Regions from separate parts of the Mus musculus genome. Here regions 2 and 3 are each linked to region 1. Evidence: chromatin contacts called from public Hi-C and promoter capture Hi-C data. All regions are on one chromosome and are shown on one strand. The core of a region is the stretch at or near the end of the contact, and the rest is flanking DNA. Distances in the headings are between cores, read along the strand shown. Region 1 holds the start of Nkx3-2 (NK3 homeobox 2). Region 2 overlaps Clnk (cytokine-dependent hematopoietic cell linker). Region 3 holds the start of Hs3st1 (heparan sulfate (glucosamine) 3-O-sulfotransferase 1).

The links. Promoter capture Hi-C pulls out the DNA fragments that hold promoters and counts their contacts. A called contact is a pair of places that touch in the nucleus more often than the background predicts.
Region 2: a contact with region 1 is called in a Hi-C map of CD4 T cells, with 13 times the contacts expected there. The contact joins the enhancer-like site here to the promoter of Nkx3-2 in region 1. A contact is called at or near these places in 6 of 39 promoter capture datasets (the 3T3-L1 cell line, cranial neural crest, hippocampal neurons and 2 more), 28 of 484 Hi-C or Micro-C datasets (B cells, CD4 T cells, CD4 single positive thymocytes and 16 more), 5 of 115 datasets of contacts at active chromatin or transcription factors (astrocytes, craniofacial prominence, embryonic forebrain and 2 more) and 3 of 9 other capture datasets (adipose tissue, embryonic stem cells and liver).
Region 3: a contact with region 1 is called in a promoter capture Hi-C map of embryonic stem cells, with 20 times the contacts expected there. The contact joins the promoter of Hs3st1 here to the promoter of Nkx3-2 in region 1. A contact is called at or near these places in 8 of 39 promoter capture datasets (the 3T3-L1 cell line, cranial neural crest, embryonic stem cells and 4 more), 5 of 484 Hi-C or Micro-C datasets (cortical neurons, embryonic stem cells, pre-B cells and 1 more), 4 of 115 datasets of contacts at active chromatin or transcription factors (astrocytes, embryonic forebrain, embryonic hindbrain and 1 more) and 2 of 9 other capture datasets (embryonic stem cells and liver).

Annotation. Positions count from the first base shown.
Region 1 is chr5:41,762,707-41,765,637 of GRCm38.p6, reverse strand. Nkx3-2 (NK3 homeobox 2) reads left to right here and starts at 1,418. Exons shown (of 2, transcript NM_007524.3): 1 at 1,418-2,159. The coding sequence starts at 1,694. Gm46910 (a long non-coding RNA gene) reads right to left here. Exons shown (of 2, transcript XR_001784850.2): 1 at 2,635-2,931; 2 at 553-814.
Region 2 is chr5:38,784,851-38,787,781 of GRCm38.p6, reverse strand. All of the region lies in intron 3 of Clnk (cytokine-dependent hematopoietic cell linker), which reads left to right. Among named protein-coding and RNA genes, the nearest start is that of Gm22779, 87 kb to the right of the region's middle. Within about 2 kb of position 1,426, at least 12 of the 459 cell types and tissues checked have an H3K27ac peak or open chromatin away from gene starts, as enhancers often do.
Region 3 is chr5:39,643,263-39,646,193 of GRCm38.p6, reverse strand. It overlaps Hs3st1 (heparan sulfate (glucosamine) 3-O-sulfotransferase 1), which reads left to right and starts at 1,563. Exons shown (of 2, transcript NM_010474.2): 1 at 1,563-1,777.

The sequences.
Region 1 (2,931 bases), core at 169-2,668:
CTTCTGAAATTAACATCACAACTATTTAAATGTGTTCAGAGGTTCAAGCTTGTGTATTGGACCAAGCCTCGGGTCACATTTGTGGAGCAGTCAGTAAGATTTGTCACTTGAACAAACTTGTCATTAAAAAGATGTTTAGTAAATAGGCAACATATGTTTTGACATAACCACAATGTTTATATTTTGTATTTACTTCCTTCTAGTGAGTAAAATAACTTGGTTCTTATTTTTAAGGGCATTAAATCTCAGTTCTGGATCTCACTATTGTGTAACTCCCAGCTAGTCTCTTTCAAACTTATCTACTCCTTCTCAACTCACAAGAAACAGAATATTTAAAGAACAAATTAAAAGCATTTTTATGTTTTCTTCTTGATGTAAAACAAATTGAACAAATCCAATTAAATTCAGAGTTGATTGCCCAAGGAGACGAATACCCAGCTCCAAAAATTCTCTACCCAAATGCTTTCCAATTCCTCGCCCCACTTGGTGCTTAACTAATATTTTTCAACCTAGCTTTTTAAGTCGTCTACAGAAATCCAATCCAATCAAACGTAAAATGATAGGAGTACTTAGTAGAGTGATTTTAATTATCAGATTACTTCAGTAAAGAGCATTAGCAGAGAAACAGCTGAGAAACTTTAAGAGTGGAAGGAAAAAAAAAGATGAATTTTGTTCTTCGACTCTGGGCTCCTTCCTAGAGAACAGAAACTATACGTCACATCTGGAGATGCTTTCTGTTGAGTTTTCGCCGAAATTTTGAGCTGGGGTTCATACTGGTGTTCCAGAAAAGCGCTAGAGTCGATGGTTATCGGAACTGAAATCAGAAACAAAGTTTCGGGATGATGGTTCTCCTCGATGCTGAAGGATGCTACTGAGAACCAGGTTTAGGAGGGAAGGGGTTAAATCAGACCCTGTCTTTTGCTACTCAACTGGTGGACTAGAGTCTCTTAAAGTCAACGGCCTCCAGTTGGAACCAGCCAATCCACTGCCGGGAGAGCCCAGGACAGCTAGTGAAGGGGCGTGGCCCGATGCTGTCACTCAGCGGTGAGGAATGACACTCTGATGGGAGGGGGGGGGGGGTACAGTGGAACGCAGAAGCAAAGAGAAGAAACAGATAAAACCCCGGCAGAGGGTAAAAGGTGTCCCCGCTCTTCTCCGATTTTAGGGGCCTCAGCTGTCACTGCGGGCGCCAGAGGAGTAGGCTCCGGAAAAGCCAGCCCAGAGGGGAAGAGGGAGGACCCGCCAGGAGCGAAGCCCTACAGGCCGGGAAGACAGAGGCGCACAGAAAAAGTGACTTTGGGCGGTGCGCCTCGGCGGCGCTCCGGAGGCGACTGCAGACGCGGAGAGGACCCTTGACAATTCTCGCCGGCCTCTCCCCAGAGGACAGACCCGGGCCGGTCCCCAGAGGGCCACGGGCGAAGAGATAATCGGCCGGGCTGTAGGAGAAGAGCATCTGGCGCTGGATTCCAGGGGAGGGGGTCCTGGCGAGGTGGGCCTGTGAGGTGGGGTGAGGGTCGGCGCGGATCCTGGAACTGAGGGGGGCGGGGGCTGCTGTGCTGCGCAGGAGTGGGTTGCGGGGGCCTGGCGCGCCCCTCTCACTCGCGCTGAGGTCGCCCAGAGCTCCGTGTCAGGCTCGAAGCTGTCCCCGCGCCCCAGTTGCCCTCCTGGCTGCCGGCTCCGATCTGCGGCGCAGATGGCTGTGCGCGGCAGCGGCACCTTGACGCCCTTCTCCATCCAGGCGATCCTCAACAAGAAAGAGGAGCGCGGCGGGTTGGCTACGCCGGAGGGGCGCCCGGCACCAGGGGGCACAGAGGTGGCGGTGACCGCGGCGCCCGCCGTCTGCTGCTGGCGGATCTTCGGGGAGACCGAGGCCGGTGCGCTGGGGGGCGCCGAGGACTCTCTTCTGGCATCTCCCGCCCGAACCAGAACAGCCGTGGGGCAGAGCGCAGAGAGTCCGGGAGGTTGGGACTCAGACTCAGCCCTGAGCGAAGAGAACGAGGGCAGGAGGCGCTGCGCCGATGTCCCGGGAGCCAGTGGAACCGGCCGCGCCAGGGTGACCCTGGGCCTGGACCAGCCAGGCTGCGAGCTGCACGCCGCCAAGGACCTGGAGGAGGAAGCCCCGGTCCGCAGCGACAGCGAGATGTCAGCCAGCGTTTCAGGTCTGCTGCTGCGGGGGGTTCTCCAGGAAGGGGGCTGGGCTGAAGGGGGTGGGTTAAGAGGTCAAGCACTCTGAGGCGGGGTGGGCCTACTGTGGGAACACGACGCCCTGCCGGGCTTAGTGCTAGCGAAGTCTCCAAGTTCTTCGCGTTGGCGCGCGCTGCCCCAAACCTGAAGCAAGTGAGCTTCTTAGAGCCGGGTGTCCTGGTACTATGTGGCCTGCGCTCTGCACCAAGAACTTTGAGTTCATCTGCAGTGCCTCAGCTGTGCCCATTTAAAATCTCTAGATTTAGGAAAGGGGGACCAAAAATCTATGAGGTAGATCCCTGACACAGCCATGCCAACGACTGCAGATCCTGTCACAGCGTAGGAGTGGGGAGCCTTGGGAAAGGGCGCGTTTAACTTCCCTTACCCCAGGACTGGCAAAACAGCCTTTGGCTGAGTACCTAGGGAGCTAGAAACAAAAGTAGCAGTTACCTGAAGGCGGGAGATGGTGGGGAAGTGTGGTTGAGGTGGTCTGGGAGGCGCTGGATCGTCAAGACTCTGTATCCACTCACGGGTATATTTCTTAGTCTGAAAGGCCGGCTGCTGGCTTCTATTGGGTACAGTCTGCTGTAGGCCTCGCATAGGCTTCGAGCCGGCCAGAGCGCTGACTTCTTTTGCAGGCGGTGCTGCAGGAAGCACAGAAAAGGCTGGGAAACGGGGTTCAGATCAGGGTCTTCACTGTCTGCACCCGGCTTCCCTTTATTTTCATGCAAAGAACAGGGAGGCAAG
Region 2 (2,931 bases), core at 177-2,676, 3.0 Mb after region 1:
TGTGTAACTATTACTTGGTATGACATAAAAACCCATAACATGAGATCAGCTCTCAAACATTCGAGCTGTGCACACAGCTCTGTTAATTATGCACATGCTGCAGCTACTAAACCTTACCCCTAAGACCTATTTTCTTGTAAAAACCAAAACACTGTACCCTTAAATGCTCCACCCTCCTCCTGCCCCCGGGCAGCCACCCTTCCTTTCTCTGTCATCAGAACAGCAGTGCTGGATAGCACTAGGCTCTTCACAGCACCTGCGTAGTAACACCTATGGCTTTCTGGAAGTCAAAAGGAAAAGTGGGGACTGGGCTGTTACCTATCTGTAGTCCCAGCACTTGGGGGGCTGAAACAGGAGATGGGGAGTTCAAAGCAAGGCCAACTGGACCATAGAGAGAACTTGTCTCAAAAAAAATCTATTAAATGATCAATCCATAAATCTAAACTTAAAAAAAATGCATTCGAGGGAAAAGAGAAATTGAGAAGATAAGTGTAAGTGTGCTAACCTGTGCTGAAAAGATTGCTCAGTGCCCAGGCAGACAGGCAGACAGGTAGACAGATGAGCAATGTTTTTTTGTCATCTTTTGTTCACTTGTGTACCAAAAGGCCTCATCCCAGAGTCCAGGGAGAGAAAGAACACTACCGTGGCTCAGGTCTCAACTCTCCTGCCTAGCATTCCATTCTAAGATCCTGGGGAGGCCAAAGGCAGAAGGCAGTGGGTGTTGAGAGTCCTCCCTGGTTCCTGCAGAAGACTTTGCCTTTGGCACAGAAGTTCTTACCTACATCTGGCCCACTTTAGAATCCCAGCCTGGAGTCAGTCCCTTGGATATTTGCTCCATTCCTAATGAACTCACTGGCCACGGTCGTAGAAACTCCTTCTATATTGCACATGTCATAAGTTACATATCTGGACGCCATGATCTCCGGTGGGGGTGCGGGGAGAGGTCATGTATCTAGGGTGGACAGGAGTGTGTTAGCAGGCTCCACATACAGAGTTTTCGTCCCACTAGGTAATTTACTGTTCGTTTCTGCTGAAGCTCAGCGTACTTGAAAGGGCACCAACTGCTAACCACAGGGCTCTGGGCTGCAGATGCATCGTGGCTCCCCCGTGAGACTCAGCACATCCCACAGGCTTGGGTAGGGAGACAGCCAGGCTGGAGTAGCAGCAGAGCTTAAAGCAATTTCCTTGCCTCTCGGCGACTGCCTGGATTGGGCTATTTGTGCATCCCTGTGCCCTGTTGCTTGTTTGGGAGGGCATCGGCTCCCCAAGGTCATTTGGAAGATGAAGTTAGGAAAGGGGCAGTATCCGAACAGGCAGCATCTGGACTCCTAAGCTCCCGTTTCCTGGTTACTAATGCTTCATTGCTTAACTATTGTGTGCCCAACATCCCAGCCACAGATAGGCCTCATAAATATTTACACGCAATGTGTGTTGCGATGCTCAATTAATTGCAGCTGTGACGCACTTAGAGCGCCTCGGAGGAAAGGTGTGCAGAGAGGGCCAGCGGTTATTAAAGGCGCAAACAAGTCAGCTCACGGAAGCAGCAGTCCTTGGAGCTTTCCATTGCCCTGGGGTTTTTCCCGGCCAGAAGCCAAATCTAGGGAAAAGTTACACCCAAGGGAACGCTGTCCAAGGGTGACGTTTGTGGCTACGCCAAGAACTTAGCATCAGAAAATGAACAAAGATGTGCCCAAGTGACTTACCAAAGAGGAGAGGCGTGTAATTATTCAAACGTGGTAGCCATCTCAGAAACAAAATTGGAGCAATGAGGATCAAGTGTCAAATAGGTAAAGTGGGGTTGGAACACGGATCGTGGTGGTGAGACACAGCGGGCAGCCACTTCATGTTCAATGGGTAAAAACATAAGTTAATATGAATCAATACAAAGCCATCCAGAAAGCATCTGAGGAATGTGCAACCAGGGACTGAGAATGCCCCACTCTGGTGTTTTCTTTGGACTGGATAACTGTCTGCCCGCCGAGATGTGCAGAGATGAGACTGCAATGCAAGAAAGGACGGGTTTTGCAATCTTGTTTACAATGCTCAATAATTAGCAAGAGCCTAAATCCTCTCCAAAAGGGCCACAGTGGCCAACAAATGTGTTTTTCAATAACACTGCGTAATGAATAGAGTGTCACACTCACATGAAGACATCTAAACACCTATGTGTCTTAATGTGTGCATAGAGCACTGATGCTATCCTGACCACCTGAGTTCCATGCCCGAAACCCACCCAAAAAGCCTAGTGCTGTGACTGGCATCTGTAATTGCAGCCCTACTAAGGGGAGATGAGAAGTGGAGGCAGGGGCATTGCCTGGCAGCTCTTAGGACAGGTCATCCTAGAGCAGGAAGCAGAGAAATGAGGTACCTTGTCATGGTAGAGTGGAAGTAGATAACCAAGTCCAGAGAGTTGTCCTCTGATCCCTACATATGTGCCGTGGCAACTACACACACACACACACACACACACACACACACACACATTATTCATGCATATACATTAATACATTGTTTTGATTATAAAAGTATGCTTGTATCCTCATTACAGACACATACACATAGGAACACGGTATTGATTTTTTTCTTCTTTTTTTTTTAATGATTTTTTTCTTACATATGTCTTCTATTTTCTATACCATCTCTAATAAAATGTTACCTCAAGCCTACAGTTATATAAACATGAAGAGCTTGCTTCATGCTTGTATTACACAGACCGGGGGCTGGGTGGGTGATTGCTCAGAGGATAAAGTGCTTACCTTGCAGAAACCTGAGTTCTAACCCACATACATACATACATACATACATACATACATACATACATACATAAATAGTTTTTAACAAGCAGGAAGCAGGAGTAGGTGACTAGGTGACTATACTCCAGCACTGGGGAAATAGGAATGAGATGGTCCCTGGGGCTCATTGGCCACAGCC
Region 3 (2,931 bases), core at 314-2,813, 2.1 Mb after region 1:
CTGGAAGAAGCTTAAAGTGACCATAACTGAGAGTTGGCAGCCCTTTTAATCTGAACTCTCCATTTAATCACAATAGATATTTGTGGGATTTTACCCAACTTCATAGAATGAGAGAAAAAGTATGTATCTAAATCTAAAGTAAACTTTAAATTGACTTTTCCAAATGCAGATTTAAAGTGGCTTTTGTGAATGCACTTTTTTTTTTCCTTTTTAACCTGAAATGGGCATATCAACTTTACATTTATTCAAAGAATAAGTAGCCAGAATCATTAAATTTTCTAATAAGTTATCATTGAAAAGGAAAACTTGGCTAAGCTCTCCAAGATGTTGCCTGCTTTATAAGCCACAATAAACTGGGCATCCGTTTGCCTTCTAAGAGGACTGACGCTAATCTTTGCACCAGCTACGAGGTCAATTTCCCAAAGGAATTTTCCCCCTTAGATAGGAAAATGTTGATTCTAGAAATATAGATGGTAAATATTTATATTCTGAGTTTTAAGATATGGAAGATATTAAAGTAGCTAAAAGAAGTTCTTTTGATTTGAATTTGGTTACTTCTTTCTTATTCCTTTCACACACACACACACACACACACACACACACACACACACACACTCTCTCTCTCTTGCCTGCTCCTCTTTTCTTCTGGTAACCTGCTTTGGAAGGCGACTTGCTCTGGGCTGAAGCAATCCAGTGTCTCCAAGGAGATTCCAGCTCCTTCGCCCTCCAAATCTTAAACTGAGTCACACTATGCAGGTTGGCTCTCTCACAAAACCTCTCAGCTTTGGAACGCAGGAAAAACTTGATTAGTTTCAGAGGTGAAATTTGCCAACCTAGTTACTTTTGCTAAAGGAAAGCTGAATTCTTCGGGCTCGCCTTAAGTCGGTCCTTTTGAGGTGAAACCGAAGGAGAGAGGGTTTTGGAGAGAGGGTTTTTCCGTGGCGACAAAGCACACTCTGAAGCCACCTCTTCAAGTGGCTCCTGTCCCTGCTGCAGCGCAAGATGGAGCTACCGGCTCCAGAGACCTCCCGGTCTGTGCACCGAGCACAGGCGCCTAAAGCGAGTCACCTGCTGGTAAGGAACGCTGGGTGGGAACACACGTGGGTACTGCGAAGGTCTTGGGGACCACGCAGAATTTATGAAAAGGATAACGGTCATATGGGCCCAAGGTTCGGACCCAGAGGGGTCAGGGAGCCGACCAGGAGTCCAGGGTTTGCAAGGTGGATAAAGTCACCCAAGCCACACGCCCCACCCTCTAGACTGCGCTGGTCTCTCCCTTTAGACTAAAATCCGAGGAGCCGAGGTACTGGGTGAGCGGAGCCGGCTCCTTCGGGACCCAAAAGCGCAGAAATCGGGTGCTTAACTGGCTTGCTGGAAGTCGGCGCTCAGGGACTCGCTGGGAGGCGGGACTCGGGGCAGTACCAGAGCCAACAAGGCAGCAGTGGGCGCTCGAGATCCTCTTCTGCCCTCCGCGCTCTCCCCGAGCTCCGGCCTCCACTGTCCCCTCCTCCGGCTCCTGCTCCTCCTCCTGCTCCTCCCATCCGTAGAACCGGCACCAAAACGCCTGCCTGCAAGGTCCTCAGTGCGCTGCAGCCCGGAGCTGCGGTCACCGCCGGGTCTCTCTCGGTGAGTGCCTGTGTCCCTTCACCGCTCGCCCGTCCCGGGGTGAGTGTGAATTTGCTCCAAAGGGCGCAGGTACTTGGCGGCGGTGCTGCCCATGGCCCGGCCGGAGAGAGGATTGAGGGCGCCGGACCGGCTGGACGGGTACGCGACTCAGGTGAGCGCGGAGCGTGAGGGGTGAGGGCTGCCTAGGCACCTTCTTCTGGTATTCCGACTAACTCAAGTGCAAAGCCCAAGGTGAGATAAGGCTAAAGCAGGTAGAACACACTCCACTGGAGGCAAGACTCGGGGTTATCTGATTCTCCTGTCTCCTGCTCCGAAACCTCACCTCTAGAATTCGCGAGATGGACTATAAGGTACCAGACTTTCTGACTCTTAAAAGACTGGATTTATGTCCCTAGATGACTCGAGAGGGTCGTCGCTGCCCGTTGCTCGGCGCCACAGCTTCTCTCTAGGACCTTGGGCAACTGCAGCTAGAGTGGAGCGCTGGCTGAGCCCGGGTACCACCTAGGGCGGAGAATTGGGCCAGGGGACAGCTAACAGGAGTCCCTCTGGAATGGGGCATCTCGGGTGTGGAAGCCTTGGTCTAGTTTGCCTTTGCATTTGGTAGCAATAATGGGGAGACTGAGCATCTCCCGGGGTACTCGAAGAAGAAGGTGACAGGCAGGACCTTAGGTATTAAGACAGCCAGTTACATACGGCTGTTATTTTTTTTTTTTTTTTTCGTGTTACTTTTTTACTTTTTTCCCACCTCGGCTTCTATTTCGAGTACCACCGATAGAGGAGGCGGATGGGGGAGGGTAGTGGATAATGGATGTCCGTACACGAACCTGGGAAGCTTGTATTTAGAAAGTGCACAGCTCGCTCGGAGCCTGACCTCTTCAGGTGTGCCATACACACCCGCTTTTTTAGAGCAGTGGACTCCGCTGCTTTCCTCTGGACCCTGCCATTCCTGGAACTGGAAAGCCAGCTCTCCGAACCTGGGGCTCAAACCAGTAGTAGGATGGAGAAGCCAGTGCTGGAGCCAGATGCCTACCAGGGATTGGTGGGCTGTGCCAGACTTAGCAATTATTTGTGGGTGCCTCCGACTCTTTATGGCACAATCTAAGCTAAAGGAGGCACTTTATTTTCCTTGCACACACGGGGTTCTCCTCTGGATCAGGAGTAGCACCCTTCCTCGCCAACCCCCACAACACAACGCAGAAGCTGTGGTATTCTTGCTTTGCCTTGCGCGAGAGACTTACTCCTCCTCTTCCCTCCGCGTTATCCCGGGGCTATTTTTATACTTAACTATGCTAAGATGCTTTTGGG